2 separate regions of the Sus scrofa genome follow, and region 2 is linked to region 1. The links are chromatin contacts, called in public HiChIP or PLAC-seq maps. All regions are on one chromosome and are shown on one strand. The core of a region is the stretch at or near the end of the contact, and the rest is flanking DNA. Distances in the headings are between cores, read along the strand shown. Region 1 holds the start of ZZEF1 (zinc finger ZZ-type and EF-hand domain-containing protein 1). Region 2 holds the start of MYBBP1A (myb-binding protein 1A).

Evidence for each region. HiChIP or PLAC-seq counts read pairs in DNA pulled down with a chosen protein or histone mark.
Region 2: an H3K27ac HiChIP or PLAC-seq map of skeletal muscle shows a contact between it and region 1, with 5 times the contacts expected there. The contact joins the promoter of MYBBP1A here to the promoter of ZZEF1 in region 1. A contact is called at or near these places in 1 of 5 promoter capture datasets (liver) and 1 of 2 datasets of contacts at active chromatin or transcription factors (skeletal muscle).

The regions. Positions count from the first base shown.
Region 1 is chr12:50,150,799-50,158,161 of Sscrofa11.1, reverse strand. ZZEF1 (zinc finger ZZ-type and EF-hand domain-containing protein 1) reads left to right here and starts at 2,904. Exons shown (of 56, transcript XM_021067699.1): 1 at 2,904-3,280. The coding sequence starts at 2,927. It overlaps LOC100520452 (neuferricin), which reads right to left and starts at 2,946. Exons shown (of 4, transcript XM_021067695.1): 1 at 2,697-2,946. The coding sequence starts at 2,928.
Region 2 is chr12:50,502,234-50,509,596 of Sscrofa11.1, reverse strand. MYBBP1A (myb-binding protein 1A) reads left to right here and starts at 3,512. Exons shown (of 26, transcript XM_005669133.3): 1 at 3,512-3,776; 2 at 3,995-4,093; 3 at 4,747-4,830; 4 at 4,919-4,993; 5 at 5,095-5,202; 6 at 6,762-6,937; 7 at 7,054-7,221; 8 at 7,346-7,363. The coding sequence starts at 3,570. GGT6 (gamma-glutamyltransferase 6) reads left to right here. Exons shown (of 4, transcript XM_021067705.1): 3 at 1-95; 4 at 650-2,096. The coding sequence ends at 1,689.

The DNA.
Region 1 (7,363 bases), core at 1,655-4,154:
AATACTGACTGAATGAAACCCGCTCATTTAGAATCACTTGGTTTTCAATATGAGTATCAATTCAATGAGGAAAAGAATAGTCTTCACAGCTAATGGGGCTTGGATAACTGAACAGCAACATGCAAAAGAATGAAATTACCACACACCATATATAAAATTGTCTCAAATCAATATGAGTTAAAACTATCTCTTACAAGAAAACATAGGCGTAAATCTTTGTGACCTTGGATGAGGCAATGGTTTCTTAGGACACCAAAAGCACAAGCAATCGCAGGTAAAATAAACTGGATTTGGTGAAAAATTTTATATTTTGTGCATTAAAGGATACTGCAAGAGAGTGAAGGCCCGAAACCATAAAACTCCCATGAGAAAACATAGGCAGTATGCTCTTTGGCATTGGTCTTAGCGTTATTTTGGGGAATATGTCTCCTCAGGCAAGGGAAACAAAAGCAAAACTAAACAAAGGAAACGACTTCAAACTTTTGCACAGCAAAGGAAACTATCAACAAGATGAAAAGGCAGCCTACTGAAAGGGAGAAGATATTTGCAAGTAATACATCTGAAAAAGGGTTAGTATCTAAAATATACAAAGAACTCATATAACTCAACATCAACCCCCCCACCCCCCCCAAAAAAAATCTTGCAAGTTAAGCTTTGTCATGGCTCTAGTTATTGCTGTGGATCCCTGGCCTGGGAACTTCTGCATGCTCTAGGAGTGGCCAAAAAGAAAAAGAAAAAGGCAGAGGACATGAAGAGACATTTTTCCCAAAGGATACTCAGCATCACTAATCATTAGGGGAATGAAAATCAAAGTCAGGAGATATCGCCTCACCCCTGTCAAAATGGCTATTATCAAAAAGAAAACAAATAGGAGATCCCGTTATGTCTCAGCAGGTTAAGAACCCGACTAGTATCCATGAGGATGCAGGTTCAATCCCTGGCCTTGATCAGTGGGTTAAGGATTCAGTATTGCCACAAGCTGCAGCATAGATCACGAATGTGGCTCAGATTCCACGACGTGGCTGTGGCAAAGGCTGGCAGCTGCAGCTGATTCTACCCCTAGCCTGGGAACTTCCATATGCTGTGGGTGTGGCCCTAAAAAAGAAAAAAAGTAGGTTATTTGTTGCCAGGGGCATAGTAGGAGGAAATGGGGAATGACTCCTAACAGATAAGGAGTATCTTTGGGGGATGATAAAAAATGCTCTGGAATTAGTTAGTGGTGGTGTTTGCACAACTTTCTATGTTAAAAACCACTGATGGAGCTCCCACAGTGGTGCAACGGGATCAGCCATGTTCCTGCAGTACCAGGACAAAGGATCTATCCCCCTCTGGGCACAGTGGGTTAAAGTATTTGGCCATTGACACAGCTGGAGTTGATCCTTGCCCTGGGAGCTACATATGCCGCCAGGCAGCCAAAATGAAAACAAAAACACACTGAATTGTACTCTCTTAAAAAGGATGGATTTTACTTATTTATTGGCCATGCTCACTGCATTGAGAAGTTCCTGGGCCAGGGAATGAACCTGCACCACAGCAGTGACCCCAGCCACAGCAGTAGCAAAGTGGGATCTTCAACCACCAGGCCACCAGGGAACTCTGATAAGCTTTTTCAAGGAAGGCAGACAAGTACGTCTATACTAGAAGCAAGAACGATTCAAGCTTCTTAGGGAAAATTTGGAGTGGGGTGAAAGAAAAGTCACTTTGGATTGGAACACACTATAGAAATGATTAATCAGCAGGGCAACTCTGAGGGCAGGGCCAGGGCCTCACTCATCTCTGCCTTGAGAGCTAGGCAATGTGGCACAAAGTAGGTATTCTACTGGCGGTGAAAGAGTGAACAACAGGCAAGAGATGTATTTGTTCAACCTAAGTCACGAAGAGCGGTGGGGAGACAGGACAGAGGCAGGTAACAGGTGCCCACAGTCCTGCCAGAGTCAAAACAGACCAGAACGATGATGTATCTGAGAACGGCCCCCAAAGTGGTCTGACAAATGTGGGTAGGAAAAAAAAAAGCAGATGAATAAACGAAGGAACGAATGAATGAGTGAATGAATGAAACGCAGTCGGCAACCCGCCCGCGTCGTAGCAGGAAACGGCGGGAGCCGCCCGGCTAATACCTGCGAAGCCGCTATACGGGGCCCCAGGTTCGTAGTGCCTCCGGCCAGAGGACACATCGTAGACGCGGCCGAGCAAGGCCAAGTAGAGGCCAGGGTCCCCAGGGCGGCCGCGATAGCGGGCCAGCTCCTCGGGTATGAAAAGGCGGAAGTCAGCGCGGGGACTCCACCAGCCTGTCAGCCGAGCGATCATCGCCGCCACCGCCGCCGCGGCCAGGCCCAGCCAGAGCCCACGCCCGCCGAGCCTCGGCATTTAGACAGCTGTACCCCTCCGCTGCTCCGAAGTTGCCACCTCCGTCCACAACCAAGATGGTGGAGGAGCCGCCGCAACGTCATCGGCGCGACGCGCGCTCTCCCGTGTCCTCCTGTCGTTAAGGGGACCACGGAAAGGGAAGTCTTTGGCAAAAGCGTCACTACTTAGCTCCAACTCTTTCTCGTACTTTACCAGCATAGGTAGTGAACGTGGAACGATACCGAGAAAGTGAGCAGCGACAAGCTTTCTGGGCCCTCAAGTTGCCGCCCCCAACAAAGATGGTGGCAAAAGGAGGCTGGGGGATGACGTAGACATAACTGGAGACGCACCCTCCTGGAAATCCGGCTGTCCTCGGTTAGCTGTTTCACGACAGCCGGTGGAGTCCGCCTGACGGCGTCGTTGCGACAGTAGTCCTCGCTTGTGGGCGAGGAAGCCGGAAGCCGCAGCCGCCGCCGTCGTCCCCTCCCCGTCCCCGCCCGCCGGGTGCCGTCGGAGGTTGACAGGTCGTGGCGGGGAGGCGGCGGCGGCGGCCGAGCCGGGCGCCCGAGGCGGAAACCCCATGGGGAACGCTCCGAGTCACAGCAGTGAAGACGAGGCGGGAGCCGCCGGGGGCGAAGGCTGGAGCCCGCACCAAGACTGGGCCGCGGACTCCGGCACGACCCCCGGCCCGGGCCCCGCGGCCCCGGCGCTGCCCCCGGCCGCGGCTCTGCTGGAGCCGGCTCGGCTGCGAGAGGCGGCGGCTGCGCTGCGGCCCACCCCACCCTGCGAGTCTCTGGTGTCTAGGCACCACGGCGCGCTGTTGCGCTGGCTGGAAGAACGGCTGGGCCGCGGCGAGGAGTCCGTCACCCTGGAGCAGTTCCGGGAGGTGCTGGAGGCTCGTGGCGCCGGCTGCTCGGGCGAGCAGTTCGAGGAGGTCAGGGCTGACTGGAGATTGTGGGGCGGGGGCAGGGGCAGTCATCCCCAAGGGCGTGAAGAGGTGGGTGGTGGCTTTGGAGAGCCTAGGCGGGAATCCATAGGGTCTGCAGGTTCTGAAACTAGGAGCAAGGGTGTGCCGGGACCTATACTGGCGCTTCCAGCCTGCTCGAGCGGGTCGACTGTGAATCTCTTTAACCTTTACTGGGCATGTAGAAAGCCTAGGTCGTTCTTACTCAGAAGTACTGACCAAGCCTAGATGTGTCTGCATGTTGCTGTAGTACAGACCTTTGCGCTGTCCCCTGACACTGGTTCAGCTGCCCTCTGGAGCTTAGTGATCATGCTCCAGAATGGTTTAAGATGTGGTGCAGGGATCAAGGGAGTGGCCATGAGAACCATTCTGTTTTATAGGCTCGTGGGTTTTTAGCCCGCACCTTCCAAATCCAGTGTGGGGGCCCAGCAAATGTGGGAGGAGAGTAACATTTACTGGAAAAATTCACATTCTGAAAGGCACTCTCACCACAAAAACTGGCTTTTCCAAAACACATGTTAGCTTTTAGGTTTTTGAAGAACCATGTTTTAGACTCTCTTAAATGTCCCTCGAACCTAAAACTGATAGGCAAATACCAGGTTTCATGTGACTACTTGTAATTGTACAGTTTGGGGCATAATCATCAACGTCATCTCTGCTAAGTGATGAACAGTGAATTGATTCGGCAAGAAAATGTTTTCCTTAGAAGAGATCTTGGCAATTATCTATACCAAACACTTCATTTTATTTTATTTTTTTAGGGCCGTATCCTCGTCATGTGGAAGTTCCCAGGCTAGGGGTCGAATCGAAGCTTCAGTTGCCAGCCTACACCACAGCCAGAGCAATGTTGAATCCGAGCCTTGGCTGTGGTCTACACCACAGCTCACAGCAACGCCAGGTCTCGGACCCCACTGAGTGAGGCTAGGGATCAAACCCGCATCCTCATGGATACTAGTCAGGTTTTTCTGCTGTGCCACAATGGGAACTCCCCCAAACACTTCATTTCAGAGTTTAAAAGAGAACTGATCTAGGCTTGCCCTGTGAATCAGTTGACAAAACTGAAACTGTCACTCAGATTTCTTGGGGAGTTTTTTGGTTTGTTTGTTTGTTCTGTGTCCTGCTACCTCCTTCCTGGGCCCTGCTTCTTTCTTTCTCTCTCTCTCTCTCTCTTTTTTTTTTTTTTTTTTTTTTGTCTTTTGTCTTTTTTATGGCCACACCCGCAGCATATGGAGGTTTCCTAGGGGTAATCGGAGCTACAGCTGCCAGCCTACACCATAGCCACAGCAAGGGCAGATCCGAGGCACGTCTGCAACTTACACCACAGCTCATGGCAACGCTGGATCCTAAACCCACTGAGCGAGGCCAGAGATCGAACCCACACCTTCATGGTTCCTAGTAGGATTCGTTTCTGCCATGCCACGACGGGAACTCCCCTGGGCCCTCTTTCTACAGTGTAGTAGCAAAAAGGTGCTTAATTTGTCAGAATGGGTAAACTACGTAGTATATTCAGTGTCAATGAAAGGTGAACATGTAAAGCAGTAAACTGACAGGTTCTCAAGATGCCATTCAAAAGTGATGTACACTTTCAAACCAGAGGTTTTTTAAAATACTTTAAGAATGTTTTCCTCCTCGTGGCCAGACTTCAGGTAATGTGGTTTGTTTCTTCTGTTTTCCTTTTAAAATACCTGTAACTCATCCTGTCTCTTGAAAATGTTGGTGTTGGTCATGTGACACAGTGAAGGTTTTCGTTTTCCTACTCTTTTTTTTTTTTGAATTCCAGGAGCACACATAATAATTTCCATTCTAGTCCTAGGTGTATTGTGAGAAAATGACATGGTGTCAGAAGAGCTGTGCAGATTTCTTGAAGGAGTTGGCGCATTTCACAGTTGTCCAAAAGAGAATGGAGAGAAAGTGTTTACGTGGTGAGGGTGTCTGACAGAAGTAGAGCTAAAAGAGTCCTGTGATGTAAGGCCAAGAAGTCCTAGAGGTGTGGTCCAGAAATCACTCAAGGGCCATGACGTTACCCATTCATTCACTGAGCAAATATTTGTTGGGCATGTGCTGAGTGCCAAGCGCTTGGATGACAGTGGGCAAAGCAGATGCTTGCTCTCAAAGAGTATCCAGTACTGAAAGAGATACACATCACCCAGCAATAATAGGTGTGGTGAGTGTTATCCAAGGAGATGAGTAAAGACAAAAAGTAACAGGAGTATTTAACCTCATCTAGGGTGTCAAGGAAGACTTTTCAGCTCAGATTTGAGGACTGAAAGCAGACAAGGAGCAGAAAGCATTAGCAGTGTTTCAGGCGGAGGGCGTTGCATGCCCAAGTCCCAAGTCTAGAGGGTGGAGCATCTGAAAAAAATGGTATGATGTGTTAGGGTTACAGAACTGCTTCAAGGGACAGAAAACCTAGTGCATCAGTGCTTGAAGCAATAAAGGAGATTTTGATGTAAAAGTCCAGGTAGGCGGTCCCGGAGTGCTCTGGCAGTTTCACAGTTATCAAGGGCCTGGCTCCGTCCGTCTTGCTGTGCTGTCACCCTCCACTTAAAGACCCAAGTGACTCCTTTGCTTTCACTTTCCACAGTCTATCCGGCAGGAAAGGGAAAAGGAAGAAGGGAGCCAACACCTCTCCTGAGGGCATGGCTCATCCCAATGGCCCAAACCCAGTCACATGACCACATTAACTGCAAGGGAGGCTGGGAAAGATCCTTATTCCATGACCATTTATTAAGCTAAAAATCAAGATTGAATTATGGAAGAAGAGGAGAACAGACATTGGATTACAGTTTAGCAGTCTTTGACTCACATGGCTAGGTGGTGGGATGCAGCAGGAGAACCAGACTAGGAAGCAGGTGGGGACCAGGTTGGGGGAGTCCTTTGCAGCATCTGTTAAACAGGAGTTTGGAAATAGTGAAGTTTTAAGCAAAGTGCCGTGATGGTTGTGGCTGCCTTGTGGAGAACCAGTTGGTAGAGGGTCAGATGGATCCAGGCAGATCCCGTTAGGGGGCTATTACAACAGTCCAAGTAAGAGATTGGGTGGCTTGGGCTGGTAGTGGTAGCTAAGATAGTATGACGTGCACAATTTTGAGAGCTATTTAGGAAGTAGAATAAGCCGTTCTTGAGATTTAGGGGTGGGAGGAGGATTAAAACAAGAAAGGAATCAAGGGTGCTTCTGGCATTGAGCAGTGGGAAAGATGACAGTGCCATTTTGGGGAAGGGAGGATCTGGAGGGGAAGGTGCGTTCCAGTTGGCCAAGTGGAGTCTCGTGTGTCCATGAGACAGCTCCGTGGAAGCGTATCTTAGACCGTTGGGTGTGTGAGCCTGGAGCTTAGGAGGGAAGACTGCCTGAGACAGAGTCATGTTTATTTCCTCTCATTCTCACGAGGGTGTTTTGGTTTTTGTTTTTCTTTCAGTGATCAAGAGTGAAAAGATTGTGCTCTGTGAGAGCTTAAATCCCTTAGAGGTGGCCCATGGACTGTTTAGGCTAGTGAACTCCAAAGATCATTCAGCCACTGTAACCGAAACAGATGGGAAGAAAAATGTGTGAATGGTTGTATCCTCCTGTTATGAAACACAAAATCATCGTAGTCACATACGAAGCTGACATAAACATTAAGGAATCATAAGCAGAGCCATAAGAACTGGGGATGTGTGGAATGTTGTGAGTTCTTATTTTACTTAAAAAAAAAACCCAAAAATCCCTGGCACAGTCTGGAGTTGTCACAGGGTATTAAGGATCCATACACAGAATTCACAAAAAGTGTGCTTGGAAGTTTTCTTTCACATTCCTATTATCTTACCTTGCTCTCTGCAACGTGTTCAGATACATGGAGTCCGATGTCTTAGACCAGCCCCATGAGCCGGGTGGGGGACAACCGCTACCAAACCCAGGAGGAAGCTGAGGACTCTGCAGGGTTCAGGGACTCACCTAAGTAAGATTGAAAGTTAAGTTTTGGCACAACGATCAAGTGTGGGCCTGCTGACTCCAGATCCTGTGCCCTGTTTTCTTCGTAGAACTGGTTCTCTATGGTTATTCTTCTTTAGTCTCTGGAC
Region 2 (7,363 bases), core at 2,263-4,762, 350 kb before region 1:
CCAAGAGCTGCTTGTTGCTGGGGGCAATGTCGTGGATGCTGGAGTTGGAGCAGCTTTGTGTCTGGCAGTGGTGCATCCTCACGCCACAGGGCTAGGTCAGTGACCCACAATCCCAGACAGTGACCCTGACCCTGGGCCCAATCAGGAACCTGGAACTTAGGCAGTCAGTGGCCTTGATCTCAAGGCTGGCTAGTGAGCAGGACCCAGGCAGTAGCCTCAACCTGAGTGACCCACAATCCCAACTTAGGCAGTCAGTGGCCTTGACCTCAAGGCTGGCTAGTGAGCAGGACTCAGGCAGTAGCCTCAACCTGAGGCTGTGATCAGTCACTAACCCCAGGTTGTCAGTGACCCTTCAGTTGAAGGGTTACAGGGACCAGAGTTCCTACTGTGGCTCATCAGGTTAAGAACCCAATTAGTATCCATGAAGATGCAGGTTTGATCCCCAGCCTGGTCAGTGGGTTAAGTATCCAGCGTGGCTGTGGCTGTGGCTGGCAGCTGCAGCTCCGATTTGACCCCTAGCCTGGGAACTTCCATATGCCACAGGTACAGCCCTAAAAAGAAAAAAAGGGGAGAGGTTACAGGGACTACTGAGTGCCCCTGGCCCCAGTCAGTGCCCCTGACCCTGTGTGACCCCTTTGTCTCCTTCCAGGTGCCACGTTCTGGGGCCTTTTCCACAATGGCTCCTCGGGCAACTCAACTGCCCTGACGTCAGGCCCAGCCCAGGCCCTGGCCCCTGGGCTGGGGCTGCCTTCGGCTCTGCCCGCCCTGAGTTTGCTACATGCCCGCTTTGGCCGCCTGCCCTGGCCACACCTGCTGCTGGGCCCCACCACGCTGGCTCAAGAGGGCTTCCTGGTGGACGCACCCTTGGCCAGGGCTCTGGCAGCCCAGGGCCCAAAGGGCATCTGTCCACTCCTTTGCCAGATGGACGGGATGCCCCTGGGCCCTGGGGCCCGTGCCACCAACCCCAAACTGGCAGCTGTGCTCCGCAGGGCTGCCCTGGCCCGCACCCCGGACCTTGCTGGAGAGGCTCTACTGAGTCTGCTGGCCAGAGACCTGGGGCTGGAGGGCCCCTCAGCCAGGCCCATGCCCACCCTGGAGCCGGCACTGCAGCTCCCTGTGTCCCAGGGCACCGTGTTCACCACCCCCAGCCCCTCAGCTGGCCCGGAACTGCTGGAACTAATAGAGGCAGCCCTTCACTCAGAAGGACCCAGCCCCAACCCCTGCCCACCACTCCCACCAGCCGCTGTGACCCCCATGAGCAGTGTCCTCGCCACCGTGGACAGCAGCGGCTCGGTGCTGCTTCTCACCTCCTCTCTCAACAGCTCCTTTGGCTCTGGACACTTGTCCCCAAGCACCGGGGTTCTACTCAGCAACCTAGTGGCCAAGTCTGCAACTAGTGCCTGGGCGTGTCCCCTCATCCTTCGTGGTAGCCCAGATGACCCAGAGACCGATGTGTTGGGGCTGGTGGCTTCAGGGACCCCCACAGTGACCAGAGTCATGTCTCACGCCCTGCTCAGCCACCTGGCCAGGCCCCAAACCCAGGCTCAGCACCCGCACCAGACCCAGCAAGGACCAACAGGGAGCCTCAGAGCTTGTGGCCACGCAACCCTACTCCAGGTGGCAGCCCACTCAGAGCACTCCCATGTCTCCAGTGTCCCCGGGGGCTGCTGCCCCTTCCAGGGGTTTTAAGGAGGGGGCAGTGTTGGGCAGGTGGGAGTCTCCAACCTGGAGGCAGGGGCAGAGCAGGCCCAGCAGCGATGGTGTGCATAAAGAGCATGCATGGCGTGTGCACTCACTGATGGCTCAGGACCTGGTCAGTTGCCTGGACTCGAGTTCCAAATCTTTTATCAGCTACGGAGCCTAAGGACGATGAGGAACGAATACCAGGGCTAGCGTTTGGATCCAGTCTGGGTAGGACAGGTGGGAGAATGCCATGCCCCAATGCCCCCATGCCCCCAGCCTGGGCTCTGAGCCCCTGGGCAGAGCAGACAGAGCCTGGGCATTGCTGGCATGTCCATTCTCCCCTTCAGGCCACAGCTGCTAATCTCCCTCGAGAGGGCTGGGAACAAAATAAAGATCAAGTCTCCTGGCTCTCATGTGCCCTTCCTGCTGCTTGGTTAATTTCACATCAGCTTTTGAGGTGCCTGTGGTCCAGGCTTCGCCCACAGATGCAGAGCTGGTGCCTGGTGATTTTTTGCTCCCCCCCTGTTCTGCTTACCTTCTGCCTCCTGAGGCACCATGTGTACAAAGTAAACTGCTTATTCACATTTTCTTTTTTTTCTTTTTGTCTTTTTGCCTTTTCTAGGGCTGCTCCCGCAGCATATGGACGTTCCCAGGCTAGAGGTCAAATCGGAGCTGCAGCTGCCGGCCTACGCCAGAGCCACAGCAACGTGGGATCCGAGCAGCGTCTGCAACCTACACCACAGCTCACGGCAACACCGGATCCCCAACCCACCGAGCAAGGCCAGGGATCGAACCTGCAACCTCATGGTTCCTAGTCAGATTCGTTAACCGCTAGCACCACAAAGGAAACTCCCAACTGCTTATTCACATTTTCTGAAACAGACAGCAGAGGGAGGGGTTGAGAGGGTGAGTAGGAGGTGCCCCGGGGGCCACAAAAGGGGCCGGATCTGGGTAGCCAAGGCCCTCCCCTCCCTGCCTCCCTAAGGGCTGGGGTCTCTCTGAACTATAACCCTCTAGAGACAGCTTGTCAAGCCAAGAAATAGGGGTGGCCAGTAGCTCTCCTCTCCTGCACTGTAAACGGTATCTCTGATCTAAGAGGACTTTTGATCCCACCACCTCTCCCTCCTTGCTCCCCCCACAAACACTAGTTCCCCCAGCTCAGTAAATGATATCACAGTCTACCCACTTTCTTTGTTTTTCTTTTTTTAGGGGCCACACCTCCAGAATATGGAAGTTCCCAGGACAGGGGTCAAATCGGAGGGAGCTGCAGCTGCCGGTCTACATCACAGCCACAGCAACGTCAGATCCAAGATGTGTCTGTGACTTAAAGCCTCCGCTTTCGGCAACACCAGATCCTTAACCCATTGGATGAGGCCAGGGACCAAACCTGCATCCTCACGGATATTAGTCAGATTCTTAAGCCACTGAGCTACAAGGGGAACTCTCACAATCTACCCACTTATTTTGGCCCCAAACCTATCATCCTTCTCTTTTTCATCACCTTCTACCAGCTCCAAATTAGCTGGAATTTTCTCATATTACCTTGGTCCAATCCACCACTGTGCAACTGGTCTTCCTGCTTCCACCCCTGCTCTCCTGCAATCCATCCCCCACACAAAGAAGACTAGTCTGCTAAAAGTATGGATAGGATCAAGACTTGTCCCTGCATAAAACCCTCCAATGACTTCCTATTACAATCAGAATAAAATCCAAACTCCTGAGCTCCCTGAGTGAGCGCGGAAGGGCCCAGCCGCCCCCGGCCCGGCCCGGCCCCGCCCTTTCCCCCGCCCCCAACCGGCTCCGCCCCCAGCCGACCCAACCCAGTGCGCACGCGCCGCGACCTGACCCGGAAGAGGCAGTCTTCAGGTCCCACGTGTTCCACGAGCATGGCGGAGACGGAGAGTATGGACGTCGCTGAGCCTGTGTCTCCGGTGGAGGTCCCGAAGACGGGCGCCGGGCCTGCCGACCGTCATGGTCTGCTGAAGCACAGCCGCGAGTTCTTGGACTTCTTCTGGGACATTGCGAAGCCGCAGCAGGAGACGCGGCTTGAGGCCACGGAGAAGCTGCTGGAGTATCTGCGCGCAAGGCCAAAGGTGTGGTGGCGGGGCCTGGGGCAGGAATCTGCGGGGCTTGGGGGCAGGAAGCTGCGTAGATCCCGGCAAAAATATGGCGGCGGGCCCCAGGACTCGGGACTGGGGTCATGGAGTCGCGAACCTGGAGGCCGAGGCGAATGCGCGCCGAAGCGCGAGGATGGGCGGGTGCCTGACGCGTCTTTTCCCTGGTGCACCTGGGGATGTGCTTGGTTCCTCAGGGATCGTCCGAGATGAAGTACGCCCTGAAGCGCCTAATCACCGGGCTCGGGGTCGGACGTGAAACAGCCCGGCCCTGCTACAGTCTGGCCCTAGCACAGGTGAGGTGGTGGCTCCCTGGAGGAGGCCAGCCATCCTACTCGGAGCGGTGGGGAGTGAGGAGGGCAGATACGGGGGAAGTGGCTGCTGAGAGGTTGTTGGGGTGGCGTCGGAGCTAATGGAGGGTGTCCCCACGTGGACGTGGAGAGAGTGTGTGAGCAAGATCTTTCTGCAGAGACGCCCAGGCAGGTGGAGTGGGAGGGTGAGTTTGCTTTTGAGTACATGGGTTCACCAACCACCAAGGTACATTTACTGTGGGCAGTAAGCTTTGGAGTGGGTTCACTTACCTTTTTAGGGTTCAGGGTCCGCCCCCCCCACTTGGCTAATTATAGGCCACCCAGTCCTTGTGGATCAGCCTGGGGGGAGCTCAGCAGGCTCTGGGGCAGAATGTCTCGGGGATCTCGGGGCACAGTCCAGGGGCTAAAGGAAGTACTTTCTGAAACAGGGAGGCAAGATTTCTCTCCATTCACTGCAGTGTTCCATCGTCAGCACTGCCCAGCATGGGGTGGGGCGTAGGCAGCTTTTGAGGCGTCCTTTGGATGGGAGCAGGGGCCCATGGACTCTGGGCAGAAGTTGAAGGGAGAAGTGGGAGGAGGTTGAGGTCTGAGGGATGTGGCTGGGCCGCTCCCCTGAGCCCCTCTCTTCCTCCTGGCAGCTGTTACAGTCTTTTGAAGACATCCCTCTCTGCAGCATCTTGCAGCAGATACAGGAGAAGTATAACCTGCAGAAGGTGAAGAAGGTGAGAATTAGTGGCCCCAGGGAAGTCGGCAGCCCCGGGGTGGGGAGCGCTTGGGCCCTTCTCACCAGTGCCTGGAATCCTTTTCCAGGGGATGATGAGACCAGCTCTCTTTGCAAACCTGTTTGGGGTGCTAGCCCTCTTTCAGTCAGGCAGGCTGGTGAAGGTAAGAGCCTTGGGGATCCCAGGGCGCGTGTGGACTAGCTTGGGAGTTGGAGGAGTGGCAGAGCCCTGTTGACACCCTGTCCCCTTCTGGGGGGGTCCCAGGACTCGGAGGTGCTGATGAAGTCGGTGAAGCTGCTGCAAGTCCTGGCTCAGCACTACAACCACCTGCAGGAGCAGCCCCAGAAGGCCCTGGTGGACATCCTTTCTGAGGTACTGGCTCACCAGCTTTGGGGCCTCTGATTGATAGCGCAGCCTGTTCCAGAACGTGGGGAAGACTCAAGTTAATGCCTGGAAGCAGGACTGTCCACAGATACATAAATGTGCACTGTGACACTTTGTAGTAACTAAGTTTAAAAAGTAAAAAGAAACAAGTATAGTTGAGTAGCATGTTTTATTTAACCTAGTATATCTGCAGTATCACTTTAGTCTGTAATCGGTATAAAAAGTTACAGAGGAGTCGTTCCAGTGTCCTGGCTCAGTGGAAATGAATCCAACTAGGAACCATGAGGGTGCAGGTTTGGTCCCTGGCCTTGCTCAGTGGGTTAAGGATCCGGCATTGCTGTGAGTTGTGGTGTAGGCTGGCAGGTGTAGCTCCAATTAGACCCCGAGCCTGGGAATCTCCATATGCTGCGGGTGTGGCCCTAAAAATACAAAGGACAAAAAAAAAAAAAAAGGTACGGAGGTAGTTGAGGAGTTCCCACCATGGCACAGAGGATTAAGAATCTGGCTGTAGCAGCTCGAGTTCCTGCGGAGGTGCAGGTTTGTTCCCCAGCCCGGTGCAGTGGATTAAAAGACCTGGCTTGCCACAGCTGTGGCTCGGTTTCAATCCCTGGCATGGGAACTTCCATATGCCACACACAGATGGCGGCCATAAAATTTTTTTCGAAAAAGATCTATAGGCCAGTAGCTGCAGCTCCATTTTGACCCCTGGCCCGGGAACAGCCCTTAAAAAAAGAAAAAAGCTGTAGAGGTATTTTATGGTTCCTCTCATGTTAAGTCTCCAAAACCCGGTATGCATTTTACACTGACAGCACGTGTCCATTCAGAATAGCGAATTCTAAGTGCTGTGTCCATGTGGGGCCAGTGGCTGCCATATTGGGTAGCAAGAGGGTGAAACCTGTTGGCCATTATTGTCTGGGTCGGAGCTGGCCCCTTCGGGGGGTCCCCACCACTCTGCTTGGGAAATGGAGGCGGACTAGGACCTAGAATCCTTTGCTGTTGGGGAAGAGGCAGGGACTGGCACGTCCCAGGCCAAGGCTTTCTTTACAGCCCCAGCCACAGAGCCAGAAGGACCCGGAGTTCGAATCCCAACTCTTCACTTGGAGCTCCTTGTATAAGAAGCAAGCTGGTCCTGGGAGTTCCCTGGTGGTTTAGTGGTTAGGACTTGGTGCTTTCACAAAGATCCTGCACCAAGCCGCTGTATGCCGCAGCCAGGGAGAAAGGAAGGAGGGAAGAAAAGGAAGAGGCTAATCCTGAAAGACTCAAAAGAGGAATGATCAAAAGGGCACACCTGGGCCAGTGAGCGCCAGAGAGGAGCTCGTTTAAACCTAGCTTCTGGGGCTTGGGGATTTGAGCTTTTTTAACAGATACCCTCTGGTCATGGTGTCTGATAGGTAGTTGTGACTGTTCCTCCTTGGGCTGGCACTGTACCAGGGGCCTTGTGGGAGCTGGGCAGGTGGAATGGGACCCAAAGGGCTCTCCCTGCAGGGGGAGGGACCAAGGGTGCCATGAGGGAGCCCCTCTCCCTCAACCAGTCCCCCCCACACCAGGTCCCTGAGGCCGTGTTGCAGGAGGTGCTGCCGAAGGTCCTCAAGACCGAGCTGAGTTCAGTTCTCGGCTCCCCTGAGCACCTGGAGCTGTTCCTCTTGGCCCAGCAGAAGGTGCCCAAGAAGCTGGAGAAGCTGATGGGACCGGTCAACCTGTTCTCAGATGAGAACATCCCCAGGTGCGAGGGAGCTGGCGGGTGGGCCCTCCAGCTTGGCTTCGTGCCACCGCCTGGGGGGAGGCTGTCCCCACGGCCCCGGGAGCCTGGCCCTGAGTTCCCTCTGCCATCTTCCACAGGCTGGTGACTGTGCTGAAGATGGCGGCCACCTCTGTGAAGAAGGAGCGCAAGCTGCCCGCCGTGGCTCTGGACCTGCTCCGCCTGGCGCTCCAGGAGGACAAGTTCCCATGGTTCTGGAAAGAGGTGGTGGAGCAGGGGCTGCTGAAGAAGCAGTTCTGGCCAGCCAGGTGTGTGGGCGCTTGGCCTCGCTCCGTCGCCTTGCCGCTGCTCGCTAAGCGAGGGCGGGCTGGCATCTGAGGTCCCCCCTGGGGCGCCCGAGGGCTCTGACCGGGCTTTCCTGTGCCCCCTTAGCTACCTGTGTTTCCGCCT